Linked DNA regions of Sus scrofa: region 2 is linked to region 1. Evidence: chromatin contacts called from public HiChIP or PLAC-seq data. All regions are on one chromosome and are shown on one strand. The core of a region is the stretch at or near the end of the contact, and the rest is flanking DNA. Distances in the headings are between cores, read along the strand shown. Region 1 overlaps XCR1 (X-C motif chemokine receptor 1). Region 2 has its middle 42 kb from the start of CCR3.

Evidence for each region. HiChIP or PLAC-seq counts read pairs in DNA pulled down with a chosen protein or histone mark.
Region 2: a contact with region 1 is called in an H3K27ac HiChIP or PLAC-seq map of alveolar macrophages. The contact joins two enhancer-like sites. A contact is called at or near these places in 8 of 47 Hi-C or Micro-C datasets (alveolar macrophages, blood, brain and 1 more) and 1 of 2 datasets of contacts at active chromatin or transcription factors (alveolar macrophages).

What each region holds. Positions count from the first base shown.
Region 1 is chr13:29,172,664-29,179,832 of Sscrofa11.1, forward strand. It overlaps XCR1 (X-C motif chemokine receptor 1), which reads right to left. Exons shown (of 4, transcript NM_001001622.1): 3 at 4,942-5,160. Among named protein-coding and RNA genes, the nearest start is that of FYCO1, 33 kb to the left of the region's middle. Within about 2 kb of position 4,013, at least 23 of the 83 cell types and tissues checked have an H3K27ac peak or open chromatin away from gene starts, as enhancers often do. A contact at or near this core is called in alveolar macrophages and subcutaneous adipose tissue, where this site is marked.
Region 2 is chr13:29,290,594-29,297,762 of Sscrofa11.1, forward strand. No RefSeq gene overlaps it. Among named protein-coding and RNA genes, the nearest start is that of CCR3, 42 kb to the left of the region's middle. Within about 2 kb of position 3,543, at least 21 of the 83 cell types and tissues checked have an H3K27ac peak or open chromatin away from gene starts, as enhancers often do. A contact at or near this core is called in alveolar macrophages and subcutaneous adipose tissue, where this site is marked.

The sequences.
Region 1 (7,169 bases), core at 2,763-5,262:
CATGGTTTTACAAATTTAGGTACACAAGTATTGTTTATGTTGTATTAAACATGCAGATCCCCAAGTTCCTGCTGTGGCACAGTGGGTTAATGATGCGGCATTGTCTCCGTGGTGGTGAGCGTTTGATCCCTGGCCTGGCACAGTGAGTTGAAGATCCGGCATTGCTGCAGCTGTGGTGTAGGTCGTAGCTGCAGCTAAGACTCAATCCCTGCCCCAGGAATTTCCATATGCTACAAGTGCAGACAAAAAAGAAAAAAAGAAGAACATGCAGATCCCCAGGCCTCAGCCCCAGAAATTGTGATGCAGTAGGTAGGGGGAAAGACTGGGTTCTGCTCAGCAGGTGACTAAGCTGCAGAAAGCGTCTTCAGATGACACTGTAAGAAACTCAGACTCTGTCTCTGGCCTTGAGCTCTTAGTTTACAATTAAAACTCTGCTCTACAACAAAAACATCTGTTCACTGGATCCAGGATTGGGGTAAGGCAATCAAAGTGTCTGGACCAGTGATGGTTATACCAGTGTACACTTGTAGAAATGCCCACTTAACATGGGTGCATTTTATTGTATATGAATGATACTTCAGTGAAGCTGATTAAAGAAACAAAGCAGAGAAACAACCAAAATCCCCAACTTTCTCACAAACATTGGAACCCTATGCTTCAGGGGAAAGCCATCTCTTCCTGATGGGCTATGGGTATAAATGGTGGAGTAGGAAGAGCTCTGGTGAGGGGGTCTCAATGTTTGGATTCTCTTCCTGGTTCTAATAAGAACTGGCTGGACGACCCACGGCTTAGTCACTAAGCCCTCTGAGTCTCATATGCTGTAAGTACTTACTTCCCAGGGCTGGTGGGAGCAGCAGATACACTGAAATACACAAAGTCACCTAGTGAAGAGCTACACATCCATGGAATTTTTACCAGTTCTTAGACGGAAACTGCCCTGTGCATAGCCCTTTCAGTTCAAGCCTGGAACAGCTCTAGGCCTATGAGATTTCAACAGCTATCACGTATATGCAAATTAAAGCTGTCAGACATCATTTCTGCCCATGTATTTGGCAAAAATTAGAAAGTCATAACATTACAGGCTGATGAGAATGGGGAAAGTGAGGACCCTGGAGGCAAGGCTGGTGGGAATGGGAACTGGCATAGCATTTGAAGGACAACCTGGAAGAAGGTAAGGCTGCAAATACCCGCTGACCCAGCAGGTCCACCCTTGGGTTCTTTATCCAGAGATATTCTGCACAGGCCATAAGAGACAGGTGAGAAGATGCTCATTGCATCTTGTTTTGATGGCAGAGATTGGGACAACCTAGGTGTCTGTCGCTAGGGAATGGATACATAAAATGTTGGCAGATGCATACACAGTAAGACAAAGAAGCAATCAGAAAAGGATTTACTAGAGCCGCACAGCTGTAGCTCAAAAACATCATGTTGAATTTTAAAAAGTGTTCCAAGTGATATTTATGGCATAATGTTATTTATGGAAACTGACCTCGTAGAATTGAATAGATTAGATGAGATATTGGTCAGTGATTGCCACTTAGTAGTGGCTCAACACATGACAGCTATTATTTTGAAAAAAGAAAAAGCAGGAGATCACTGAATTCATCAGCGTCAAAATTAAAACATAGGAGTTCCTGTCGTGGCTCAGTGGTTAACGAATCTGACTAGGAACCACGAGGTTGCGGGTTCGATCCCTGGCCTTGCTTAGTGGGTTAAGGATCCAGCATTGCCATGAGCTGTGGTGTGGGTTGCAGACGCGTTGCTGTGGCTGTGGTGTAGGCCGGTGGCTGCAGCTCCGATTCGACCCCTAGCCTGGAAACCTCCATATGCCGGGGAGCGGCCCAAGAAATGGCAAAAAAGACCAAAAAATAAAATAAAATAAAACATAGAACTGTGAAACCTGATAAGTTTCCCCAGGAAGGAGTGAAACAAAGAGTTAGATGTCCATGGTCCTGAATGTCCCCACTAGGTCAGGAAGCCAGCTTTCTTGACAGTTTCAGTTTGAAGATGCTAGAGAAATGTGTTGTTGGCCACTGCCCTCTGTTGAAACAATGTTGTCACTTCTGAGTTGAGAATTCTGACTTGTCATGACACAGTATTTGAACTTCGACTGACTCACTGGGGAAGAGGCAGCCCCCCTGTGTGAACACTCACAGAACATGTTGCCCCTCTAAATGAATCCCTCTAATCATTATAGCTAATACAACACTTAATTTTCTTATGTCTATTCTCAGCACTTGAGTATGTTATTTTGAAAAATGAATCAATCCTCATACAAACACAACTCATCACAGTGCAAACGGAAGAGGCAGGTACTATTGCACTGATGCGAGAACAGAGGCAAAAGGAGGTAAGTAATCTGTCCAAAGTCACACAGCCAGAAAGCAATGAAGCTGGCTCCAGGGTCTGTATTCCAACCAGCTCTGTTAGTATGACTCTTGAATGCCTCTGGTTCCTTTGATCTGGTCATGACAAGTGTTCTACAGCCTGCATTTTGTCCAAATATTTTCTTCCCATTTAAAACACCCTTAGGTCTGTGCCCCATGCCTTGTATGTTCCTCCCGTTCACAGCAAAATTCCTGGAAAGAATAGTCCACACTCACTCTCTTCCCAGAAGCAAGGGAGTCTGCCATCAACAATTCTCACTTTCAAATTCCTCAGGAGTCTGCACTTGACCTGCTTCTTTGATTTGTAGGTGCTCTCTCCAAGTGCCCTCAGGATACATATAATGCTGACATTCTACATGATTACTGAATCAAGGAAATGGACTTTTGAGTTTTGTCCACCAGGGGGAGGTCTTCTCTAAACGCCTGATTCCTCCTCCCTCTCGGCAGGTCAGGTACACCACTCTAGCTGTCAAGTACTGCAAACGTGGCTGGTTCTAACTGATATGTACTTAAATACAAATTACACACCAGATATTGAAGATTTAGCACAAAAGGGAGAATGTGAAATATCTTATTAATAAATTAACAAACTGATTGCATGCTGAAATGATAATATCTAGATTAAGTAAAAGATACTATTAAAATCATTTTTACTTGTTTATTGTTAGATTTTTGAAAATGTGGTGCTACAACATTTAAAATTGCATGTGTGGCTTACTTCATATTCCTATTGGACAGTACAGGTGTAGAGCCTCCCTCCCAATGGCAAACTCTTAAGCTCGTCTGCAGAAAGCTTGGGCTCCAAGGAATCCAGTTTGAAAACCATTCACTTGACTCCATTCATGAAGACACTGAAGCCCATGTGGGCTGACAACTTTTCCATGTGGGCTGACAACTTTATCAAGAAATATTACCAGGGAATTCCCATTGTGGCTCAGCAGTTAATGAACCTGACTGGTATCAGTGAGGATGCAGGTTTGATCCCTGTCCTTGCTCAGTGGGTTAAGGGTCCTGTGTTGCCATGAGCTGTGGTGTAGGTTGCAGACACGGCTCAGATCCCAAGGTGCTATGGCCTTGGTGTAGGTCGGTGGCTACAGGTCTGACTGGACCCCTAGCCTGGGGTCCATATGTTATTGGTGTGGCCCTAAAAAGACCAAAAAAAAAAAAAAAAAAAAAAGAAAGAAAGAAAGAAAGAAAAGGAAAAGGAAATGTTACCACGTGAGGCCTCTTCCTTGTTTGCTTTGGCGGGTCTCCTGCTCAGTCTCTCTTACATCCACTGCCACCCTAGGAACAATTTTCTGTTCTCTGCTGGGAAGTCCAGCCCTGCTTTAGGCTTTGGGCTGCACCCTTCCTGCTGTGGATAGGCTGGCATGTCCCTGGAGACAAAAGCAGTGACTATGGAGCCCTTCTCAACCTTTTATCTTCAACTACCCTCTAGACTTGGTCAATTCCAGTGCCATGTAGGGATTCCAGCTCTTGCTGGAATAAGTCCAACCCAGCTGGAAGGATGAGAAAACAGAGCCAGCCAGACTTGCCACTTGTTGACCCCGTGACCACCATACTGTCACTACAGAGAGCTCATGTTGCCCACAGGCCCTGCTAGCAGAAGCGGGGGACCAGCGATCACATGGCCAGTGAGTCACATGGGAACTGAGTCAGTGGGGTGACTTCTCTGAAGTGGATGCATGAATCAGCAGTGGGGAAGCTGGGAGGCACAGCCAGACCCCGTGTTGCAGGCAAGGATCTTAGCACAAGCCCTGACACCACAAATCTTCCCCACCACAGCCCCTCGGAAATGCAGCATCATGGGTCAGCTGTAGTTTCCTTTGCAGTAGGGGTTGAGACCCTTCACATGTGTGAGCCTGCATGGGTGTGGGTCTGTTCAAATAAGAAGTGTTGCTGGCTTGTGCCTCCTCTTCATGAGGGTGCCACGAAAGTGAGAGAAGACTCTTAGCTTCCCTCCCTATTCTGGATTCCTGGTCAAGGGGCCATGTGGGTCGAGGCTGTGAGTGTGGCCACAGTTGTCTAGGCAGATGCTGCACTGTGCCTGCAACCTCATCTTTGCCTCTTCTGACCCCAAATTAGAGAACTACTGAATCATGGGACTATAAGAGAACCTGTGCTGTGTGGATCAGCAGTCACAAGATGAGGGCTCTCTTCCCAGTCAGTCACAGCTCCAGCTGTGCGATTTGGGGCTAGTCACCATATGTGTCTGAGGCTCACTTGTATAACGGGTATATTATTTATCTACCATACCTTTAAAAAATTCCTTCAAGGAGTTTCCCTGTGGTGCAGTGGGTTAAAGATCCGGTTTGTCTCTATGGCGTTGCTGCTTTGAGTCCTGGCCCAGTGCAGCAGTTTAAGGATCTGGCATTGCCATAGCTGTGGCGTAGGTTGCAGGTGTGGCTCAGATTTGATCCCGGGCCTGGAAACATCCATATGCCACAGTATGGCCGAAAAAGGAAAAAAAAAATTCCTTCAAAACCTAGTAGATTAAACAATGATTATTATCTCACACAATGTTTGTGGGGTCAGAACTTTGGAGGCAACTCACCTGGATGGTTTTGGCCCATGTCCTTTCATGGGATGAGAACAAGATGTCCATGGGGCTGCAGTCATCTGAAGGCTTGACTGGGGTTGGAAGATCTGCTTCCAAGCCAGCTGTGTTCACATGGCTGCTGGCAGGAGGCCCTGGTTCCTGGTCATGCGAGTCTCTCCATGAAGCCTGAGGGTCCTCCTGACATGGTTGCTGCCTTCTCCCAGGGTAAGCCATCTAAGAGACCAAGACAGAAGCCACAGTATCTTTTATGATCTAACCTCTGAAGAAAAGCACTATCATTTCTACACTATCTTACTTGTTATCCAGGTCAACCCTACTCAGCGATGTCAGTACCAGGTGGTACCAACCACTGGGAGCCGTCATGAAGACTGGCTACCATCTTAGTAGTAATAAGTAGCATCAGTAATATCTACCATGTCCATCCCACTAAGACGTCATGAGGTTTTGTTGGCATATCCACTGCAAGAAAAACCATTAACCAGAGGATGCATCTGATAAGGTCAAGGCAGCAGCTGCTAAAAACAGCTCTAAAAGGGGTTGCTGTGGACTGAGACCATTCCAGGAAGCTCCACGGAGGGCCAACACTGAGACATAGTAGCTCAGAGGCCTCTAGCCTCTTTGCTGTCCCCCTATGAAGGTGTAATGTGGAGACAATTAGGAAAGTGCCTGGCAATGTGCCCATTTCATGTGTACTCACTGAGGGAAATTTGCTCAGCCATGACTGCTTTTCTAAGGGAAGCAGGTGAGTCACTGGCTCGGGAATTCCAAGAAGGGATTTTGGGCCAAAGATGGCAGTTGAATGGAGCCCTAATCCTTTGTTCTGACATTCAAATGTATTAATTTGCTTTTCACAAACTCCAACAGGCTATATAAATGTGAAGGTCCACTGTTATTTACCTCCTGGCAAGATGCCCACAGATCATGCCTCAAGGAATCTCTCCACAGACTCCTTAAAGAGTTGGAAAAAGGAATTTAGATATCTTCAATGCTTGCAGCTATCAAAAACAACCTCTCAAAGCTGACTCTAAATCTTTCCTTGTTCATTTATGCCCACTCTTCTCTAAGGTTATTCTGATCACCACTGTTGCATAAAAAAAATCTCTCTGAAACACAGAGGTATAGAATGGCAACACCTGCTTTTATTTTGCTCATGATGTTCTGGGTTAGGAATTCTGGAAATGCTCATTGGGGCCTTTCACCTGTGGGATTTCTCATGGGGTTGTGGTACAATGTCAGCTGAGGCTTCAATCATCTGACAGTCAGCCCAGGATGGATGTCCATGATGGCGCACACTTGGGGCTGGTGGTCAGTGCTAACTGTGGAGTGGAAGCTCAGCTGGGTTGTTGACATGAGTGCCTACACCTGGCCTCTCTGGAATAGTAGTCTCAGAATGGCTGGATTTCTTATACTGTGTTCAGTCCTGCTACTAGCATTGTGAGAGAACCAAGCAGACTATGCATAGCCTTTTGGGAAGCCTCTCAGTGTCATTTCTCCCAAAGCTTATTAGTTATAAGTTATTATGAGTATAAGCAAATCATCAAGCAGGCATAGATTCAAAGGGATGAGAATCGAACTTCGGATGGCAGAGTGCAAGGGTCCACTTAGATAGGCCTGTGGGATGGGAGCAATTGCTGTGGCCATCTCTAGAAAATGGAATTTTCTATAAAGGACCAGAACTGTTTCCCATACTTGAAGCCCGGTATTTTGAGTAGTCTTTGAGCATCTCATTTCATAGTCAAAGACTATTGTGGAGTTCTCTTATGATACAGTAGGATAAGGATCCGGCATTGTTACTGAAGCAGCTTTGGGTCACTGCTGTGGTGCAGCTTCAGTCTCTGGCCCAGGAACTTCCACATGCCATAGGTATGGCCAAATAAAAGACTTTTCAAAGCGGAATAGAATCTGACAGATTCTCTAGCTTAATCAATTTAAGATGAGAAAAACTGAGGCCTCAAGAGCTGAAGTGGCTTGCCCCAGATCACGCAGCATGTCAGAAGAACAACAGCACTAAGAATCTGGCCTGCTGCCTGCTTGTGCCTTCTTGCCCTTGGTGGGCTCTGGAGGTTGCTTATTGGCATTGTTCCCCCTTCCTTCTTTATAACAGAAGGATGATTTTGTTCAGGGAGCCACCCTGTCTGCATGGCTTATTTGCCCTGAAGGAGCTGACCCTGTGGTTGTTCTGTCCACACCCAAGGTCAGCATGGCCAGATCTGTTTTGCTGC
Region 2 (7,169 bases), core at 2,293-4,792, 120 kb after region 1:
TGACTGCGTGAGGCCAGAGATCAAACCTGGTTCTCATGGTTACTAGTCGGTTCCTTACCACTTAGCCACAATGGGAACTCCTGCAGCACTATTTGTAATAGCTAAGACACAGAAACAATGTAAATGTCATTGACAGATGAATGGATAAAGAAGATGTGGTACATACATACAATAAAATACTATTCAGCTGTAAAAAAGAATGAAATAATGTTATGTGCAGCAACATGGATGGACTTAGAGATTATCATACTAAGTGAAGCAAGTTAGAAAGAGAAAGATAAATACTATATGATATCACTTTTATGTGGAATCTAAAATATGACACAAATAATCTATAAAACAGGAACATACCCATAGACATCGAGAACAAACTTGTGGTTGGTTGCCAAAGGGGAAGGAGGAGAGGAAAGATGGACTGGGAGTTTGGGAATAGCAGATGCAAACTATTATATATTGGATGGATAATCAGTAAGGCCCTACTCTACAGCACATGGAACTATATTCAGTATCTTGTGATAAACCATCATGGATAAGCATATTAAAAAGAATGTGTATATATGAATTACACTTTTGCTGTACAGTAGAAAACCAGACATTGTAAATCAACTACACTCCAATAAAATAATTTTTGAAGAATGATCCTTTTCCAGCTTTCAGAGGTTTTCTTCAAATCCCAGAGCTGTAATTTTACAGTCTTCACATCTCCTGAACAAGGCAGGTTTCTTTCCTCCATAGCCTATGGTCTTTCTGTCACTGGGCTTTTCATCCCTTCCTGCCCAGGTGAATCCTCAGTACAGGTAAAGTCACCATTTCTCTTTCTCTATTCATTGATCTAATCCAGGGGTTGGTGAACTGTGACCCACAGCCCACATACAGCCCACTGCCTGCTCTATGAACAGTTTCACTGGAGCACAGCCACACTCATTTGTTTATGAATTGTCTGTGGCTGCTTTTGTGCTACCGCAACAGAACTGAGTAATTGCGACAGAGACCGTGGAGCCCACAAATCCTAAAATATTTACTTTCTCGTCTTTAAAGAAGTTTCCTGACCCCGGCTAATCCATGCCCAACAGGATCCGGGGCTCTGATATGCACAGCCATAATGAAGGAGGCCAGATTTTGGGGGGGGGGTGCTCAGGATGTGAGGTCTGCAGACAGGCTGCTTAAATCCCCAGGTTAGTTCTAGCCTGACCCTAGATACAGTTCTAAACAAAATAAGGTTGATTGTGTAGTAGTTAAACACTGCTCACTAATGCAAAATGCTAACTGTTGGTACTCAGACAGCACACTGGAAGTGTTAACTGGGGTAGCAGGATGCCACAGATTCTGTATTCCAAGGTAGGCCATGTGCAAAATTGACATAGGAGTTGTTAAAACACATTTCATGACTCTTGTGACCCTTTACCTACACTGGGGACAAAGAGGTTGGATTGGTGAAAATTAGGGAGCTACCTGAAAAGGCATTCTTTGTTGAGGGCTGCTAGGTACCTCTACACCAGGGATGGAAAGGAATGAGGGCATGGTGGGTACTGTCTCTCACCTCAAGCCGATGGGACCACCTGAGAGCTTGATACAAGTCACTTCAGTTAAAGAAGACCTGCTCTCACTCAGGGAATTGGGAGACAAGACCAGCCAGCCACTTTGGGGGTGGAACAGAGAAAAAGTGCCACTACTTTAGGATGGATCTATGCTTTTAGAGCTGATTTTGGCAAAGGATGTGGGATTTTTTTTTTCCCCATAGACGAAGTGAGAGAGTTTACTGGAGGATTTCCATTCATGCCCAAGAAGACTGCCTGGATGAAGCTCATTTGCAGGATGAGAGAAATGTGTGTGCGGTGGACTGCTGAAACCACAGGAGATAATGGGAATCTGTCAGCCAGGGAAAATGCAATTATGCTGACTATTCCCAGGGAAGTTTCTAATGACTCTACAAAAGCAGACCATGAGAGAAAGAATCAACTTTTAAAATTTTTATTTATTTATTTATTACTGCCTTTTTTAGGGCCACATGTGTGGCATATGGAAGTTACCAGGCTAGGGGTCCAATTGGAGCCTCAGCTGCTGGCCTATGCCAGAGCCACAGCGACGTGCGACCTACACCACAGCTCGTGGCAACGCCAGATCCTTAACCCCCTGAGTGAGGCCAGGGATTGAACCTACACCCTCTTGGATACCAGTTGGGTTTGTCACTGCTAAGCCACGATGGGAACTCCCAGAATCAACTTTTAAATACCTGCCAGCCCCACAAGAGGAGCTGGGGGTGAAGTCAACATCTTATGACAGGGCCAGTCAAACAAAAACCTTCCTCACCCCACTTTCCTTCCTTTCCCAGTACCCACCAGCTGGAGGACTAGAAACCACGTTGAGGAAGTAGCAGAGGTGCCACGAGGGAGACAGAGAGAGAGAGAAAGAGAGAGAAGTAGGAGGGTGCCCCCACTCTTCCTTCCTGTGTCAGTTCATCCCTGAGCCAGCTGGGAGGAGAGGTGGATTTAACTGTCAAATCAGGCTGAGTTTTGATATTCATATGAAGATCAACCCTTCAATTTCTGAACTGAAATTCTCTTTTGTGACTTCAAATGATAATGGGACTTTTTCTTTTGTACCTAAGTGTGATGGCAAAAGTCATGGGACAGCCCAACTGGGGCTAGAAGAACTTCAGCCTCTGATCCAATTTAAAGGGACAGGAGGCATAAAAGTAAAGATTCTTTCTGTTCATACCTCTTAAGTTCTGTTGGGTCAACAGACTGGTGGCAAATTCAAAGCCCCCAAATTTCAGCTCTTGAGGTCTACAGAGGGCTTAGTGAATATGCAGGACTGCCCTGTGGGACTTAAATGGATGTCAGAGCCCCAGACCCTGGCTGAGAAATAAGGCAGAGGGGGTAAAAGTAATGATATATAAATACACATGTATAGATATAAATATATCTATATGGGTATGAATATGAGCTTGAATATAGAAATACTTATTCATACCTTTAAAATTCTGTATACCTAGATTTTGCCTTTTTTTTTTTTTTTTTTTTTTTTTTTTTTTTTTTTGCTTTTTTAGGGCCTTGCCTACAGCATATGGAAATTCCAGGCCAGGGGTTGAACTGGAGCCACAGCTGCTGGCCTATGCCACAACCATAGCCACAGCATTGTGGGATCTGAACCACATCTGCAACCTACACCACAGCTAATGGCAATGCCAGAACCTTAACCCGCTGAGCCAGGCCAGGGATTGAACCATGTCCTCATGGATACTAGTTGGGTTTGTAATCCGCTGAGCCACAAAGGGAACTCTGATTCTGCCTATTTTCAAAGGTAACCTTTTCTGCTAAGCAAGAACCTATGCCACGCCACTGTCCTCATGCCATCAGAAGAATGGCTGCCTCTTGCAATCTAGACTTTCTGACCTGAGGAAAGCCTCTCAGTTTTCAGACAGGACAAGATTCTTCCTGGCTTAGTTTGGGTCCTGAGGAACTGACCCCAACCCTCAGACTGTCCCCCTTACTTGCTAACCTCTCCTTCAGTTACAGCTGCAATGGAAAATGTGAACACTAGGGGGCCTTCCAATGCCAGAGACTCAGCCAACCCAGGGCAGTCACTCAAGAAAATAATGAAGCAGAGAAATACCCCCACATGCTGGGTGGGAGGTGAGGTTTTGATGATGCTATAGCAATAAAGGCAGGAATGACTGTATCTGATCTTGTCCAGCTAAGTTGCAAAACTCTAAGGGATACCATCTGCATCTCTATGAACTGTGCAACGCAGTGGCCACAAGAGGGAGGAACAGAGGTAGGCAACACGGTTTCACTTTGTTATGACCAGGGCTAATTGCTAGTTCCCTGGTGCAGGGCCTAGGTAAAGCTGGTAACAGTTCAAGGCCTATGAAATTCCACTATCTCCTCTTAAACCGAAATTCAAATCTTATTCCAGAGGGCCTGGCCCAAGCTCAAAGCAATGGGTAGGCTGAAACATGTGTGACTAGGAGACAAAAGCAAGGTGGCAGCACTTGTCTCCGTGGTACCCACCCTGATTCACCATACTGCTGCTTGAGGGGTGGAAGCAGACTAGACCTGCTTGAGCATGTGTGGGACCTTTAAAACCCCCACAAAGGCCCCCAAAGCTAGCAAGTGCAGCCAATTCATGCTCTGAAACCTGCTCATCAGAACGGCAACTTCTCTGGCCCAGGACAAGTGGGAAGGGACAGAGGGAGAGACGTTCTGCTCATCCTATGTTGTTCAATAGGATGCTATTCATCAATCAAACTCCAATTGGTCCTATTTACTCAACACCTATAATTGTCCTAGTCTTTATGCCAGGAGGTAAAGGGAATGGTGAAAGAAAAACATGGTTGCTGGCCTCAAGATTAAATACTCTGTCAAAATAAGGAGTGGGGGGTATACTCTGTCATCCCCACCTGGATCTACTCTCCCCACTGCTCTGCACCCGAGAAGCTGCCCCTTATGGACCACACCAGTCTTCTCCCTTGCTCTCTGGATTAGGGAGAATCCATGGGGAGCACCTGCAGGAAGTTAGATGAAGGGAGGAGAGTGAGGTCAAAGTGTCGATTCCCCCAGTCTCCTCCCTGCAGCAGCACTGGAGGCTGGTGACATCCCCCACAGCAGGGCCTATCTCTCAGCTCTGGACCTCGCCAGTTCCTCCTACCCCTTGGCACTTTGGACCTAGGCTGGTAGGAAATTCCACTGTTACTCAGCTCAGGGGGATGCATTCTCCCTCCACACTGCCATCACCTTTGTAAATGTTCCTTGACTAAACTCTCCTCAAACTGCCCAATCTGAGCATGTCATTTTCTGCTGGGATCTTGTGTGACATGAGGAGATAATATTTGGCACAGGAAAACAAGTTACAAGCTGCAATAAAAGAAAAAAATACATGGAAAGTGTCAAGTAGGTGTTCATGGAAAAATTCCTGAAGGAGGAGAGGCAAGGCTGGGTTCTAAGGACAGGAGCTATACCTCTGAGGAAAGCTGGGTTACACAAAGGAAGAGCTGAGACTGAATACACAGTGTTCAGGAAGTAGAGACTCATGGTCAGTGCGGACAGGGGAAAGCAGCAGATGATAAACAAGAGGTCTGGAAGCAAGGGCACTTTGCTGCCTGAATTAAGAAAGGTTTGGATGTACCCTGTTGCGGGGGGGGGGGGGGGGTAACACTGCTACAGATACAAACATGGGGTGGGGGATGCTTGGTTCATGATGATTCCTACAGTGGCCATTACCAGGCTCCTCCTAGGTTCCTCTTGACTTGTTTGATCCCACAGTGATGGATCCTGACCAACTGGAACTTGAAAATTCAAATGAAGACATACAAGGATGGGTAGAGCTGATTGATCCTGTGGCTGTGGCCTGGAGAGGGGCTCCCTGACCTCCCCCTGAGGCCCAGCAGTCCTTCCTTCCCCATTCTGGGAGCTGTCCAAACCATGCCTATACAGTCATTCTTGGAAGAAGGTGGGTTTAGAAATCAAGATTAACTGATGTGGAAATGAAATGCTAGAGAGCATGCTGTGGGCGTCAGAGGAGACACATATCCACGTCCCAGAATGGGAAAATGGAAGTCCGAGGGAAGAGGGGTGAAGTAATTAGTTAGGTTATTGCCTCACACTGGGTGCCCACTGAGGACAGAGCCTGGTCAGGGGGTGGGGGCAGGCAGCAGGAAGGTTTTGCTATTCACCAACCTAAAGAGGATGAGAAATGCCAGAACTAGAGGGTAGGATGACTGTTTCTGGAGGCACTGAGCAACTTGAAGCAAGGGGGAAAAAAAAACCACTCAAATACTGAGGTTTTCATCTTCACAGCAGAGTGAACCTTAAAGCTTTTCTATGACCATTTTGAAAAAAATGAAAATAAAACTCTTGTTACCTGAAGTTGCCAGGTTAAAACTATTGTAAGCTAATTCAGAGCCCAAACTGGCAGGTGTCTTAATCATAATGTGAGTTGAATTCACACATTTGCCAGAGAGCATGTATGAATGTTAAGGCACTAATTGAGACAGACCAAGAACCAGTGGGAATGAGACTATCTGGAAGTGTGCAGAGGACCTGGGAAACCCTGGCCCTCACTGCCCTCTGGCACACTGTCATCTACACCCTTCTTTCCTAAGGAGTCCGTTTTTCCTTAGCATGACAAAGTTAACAATTCACTCCATGTCTCATCCCTCAAGGTCGCTCACCTAATAAACAGGATTCAAATTCAACATGGCCCAGAAGATAAAATGCAAAATCAGGGTTTCTTTAATTCCTTAATTTCCATAAGGAGTTAAAGAAATTGTTTAATACATATTATAAAAAATCTAACTTTGGGTTTTGAGAGTGCTTAATGAAAGAGTGAGCAGAACAGAATTCTGAATTGGGCTGAATTTACTCATAGGGCACTCATCAGAAACACTGAACTCAATGGCTGAGGTTCTATGAGTTTGCTGATTGGTCTCATACAGACTTAGACCAAATGCTGGTTGATGGCAGGTGAGTGGGAAGGGCCAGGGATCCTTTGCAAGAACCCAAAGGATGATGGGGATGTTATTACCTCTATCACGTGGCTTCTGACCCATCTACCCCACCCTCTTTCTCTCTAGAGAGAAGATCCTTCTCTCTTTTGTCTTGGAGACAAGACTGGAGATGGAGGGTCATCTGGAATGGTGATGGGAGGGGCTGTAATTGAAATACAATCCTTGATCTCAGTGAGGTAGGGAGTATATTAAGTGTGGATGTTTTACCTGCCAGAAACAACACAGGTATAGCCATGATGGGAGACAAAAGGAAAAGGATAGAGCTGGGGCCCAAGGAGTAATCTGACTCTGAAACCTTTGACTGTGTTCATTCACCATGGAGATCCTGGGAATTAAATAATGTCTTACTCAAGAAAATCTCAGGACTGGCAAAAATCAGACCTGCCTCTGATTGCTCTAGTAAAGAATGTGGCCTCTGTCCAAATTCTCACAAGTGAGTCATTTCACAAAACCAGGGCCTCTTCAATGATAAAGAAACCACACATCTTTGAGGAAGAGCTTTAAACTACTGCCACTCATGAAAACCTTTGCCCCAGCTTTTTCCAAGTGGACCCAAAGCCAATTTTATTGGAATAATGCTAACTGGGAAAAAAATGGATGCCAGTTGTAAATTACACTACTTCTGAAAGATCCAAGGAATCATTTTATCACTGTGGACCAA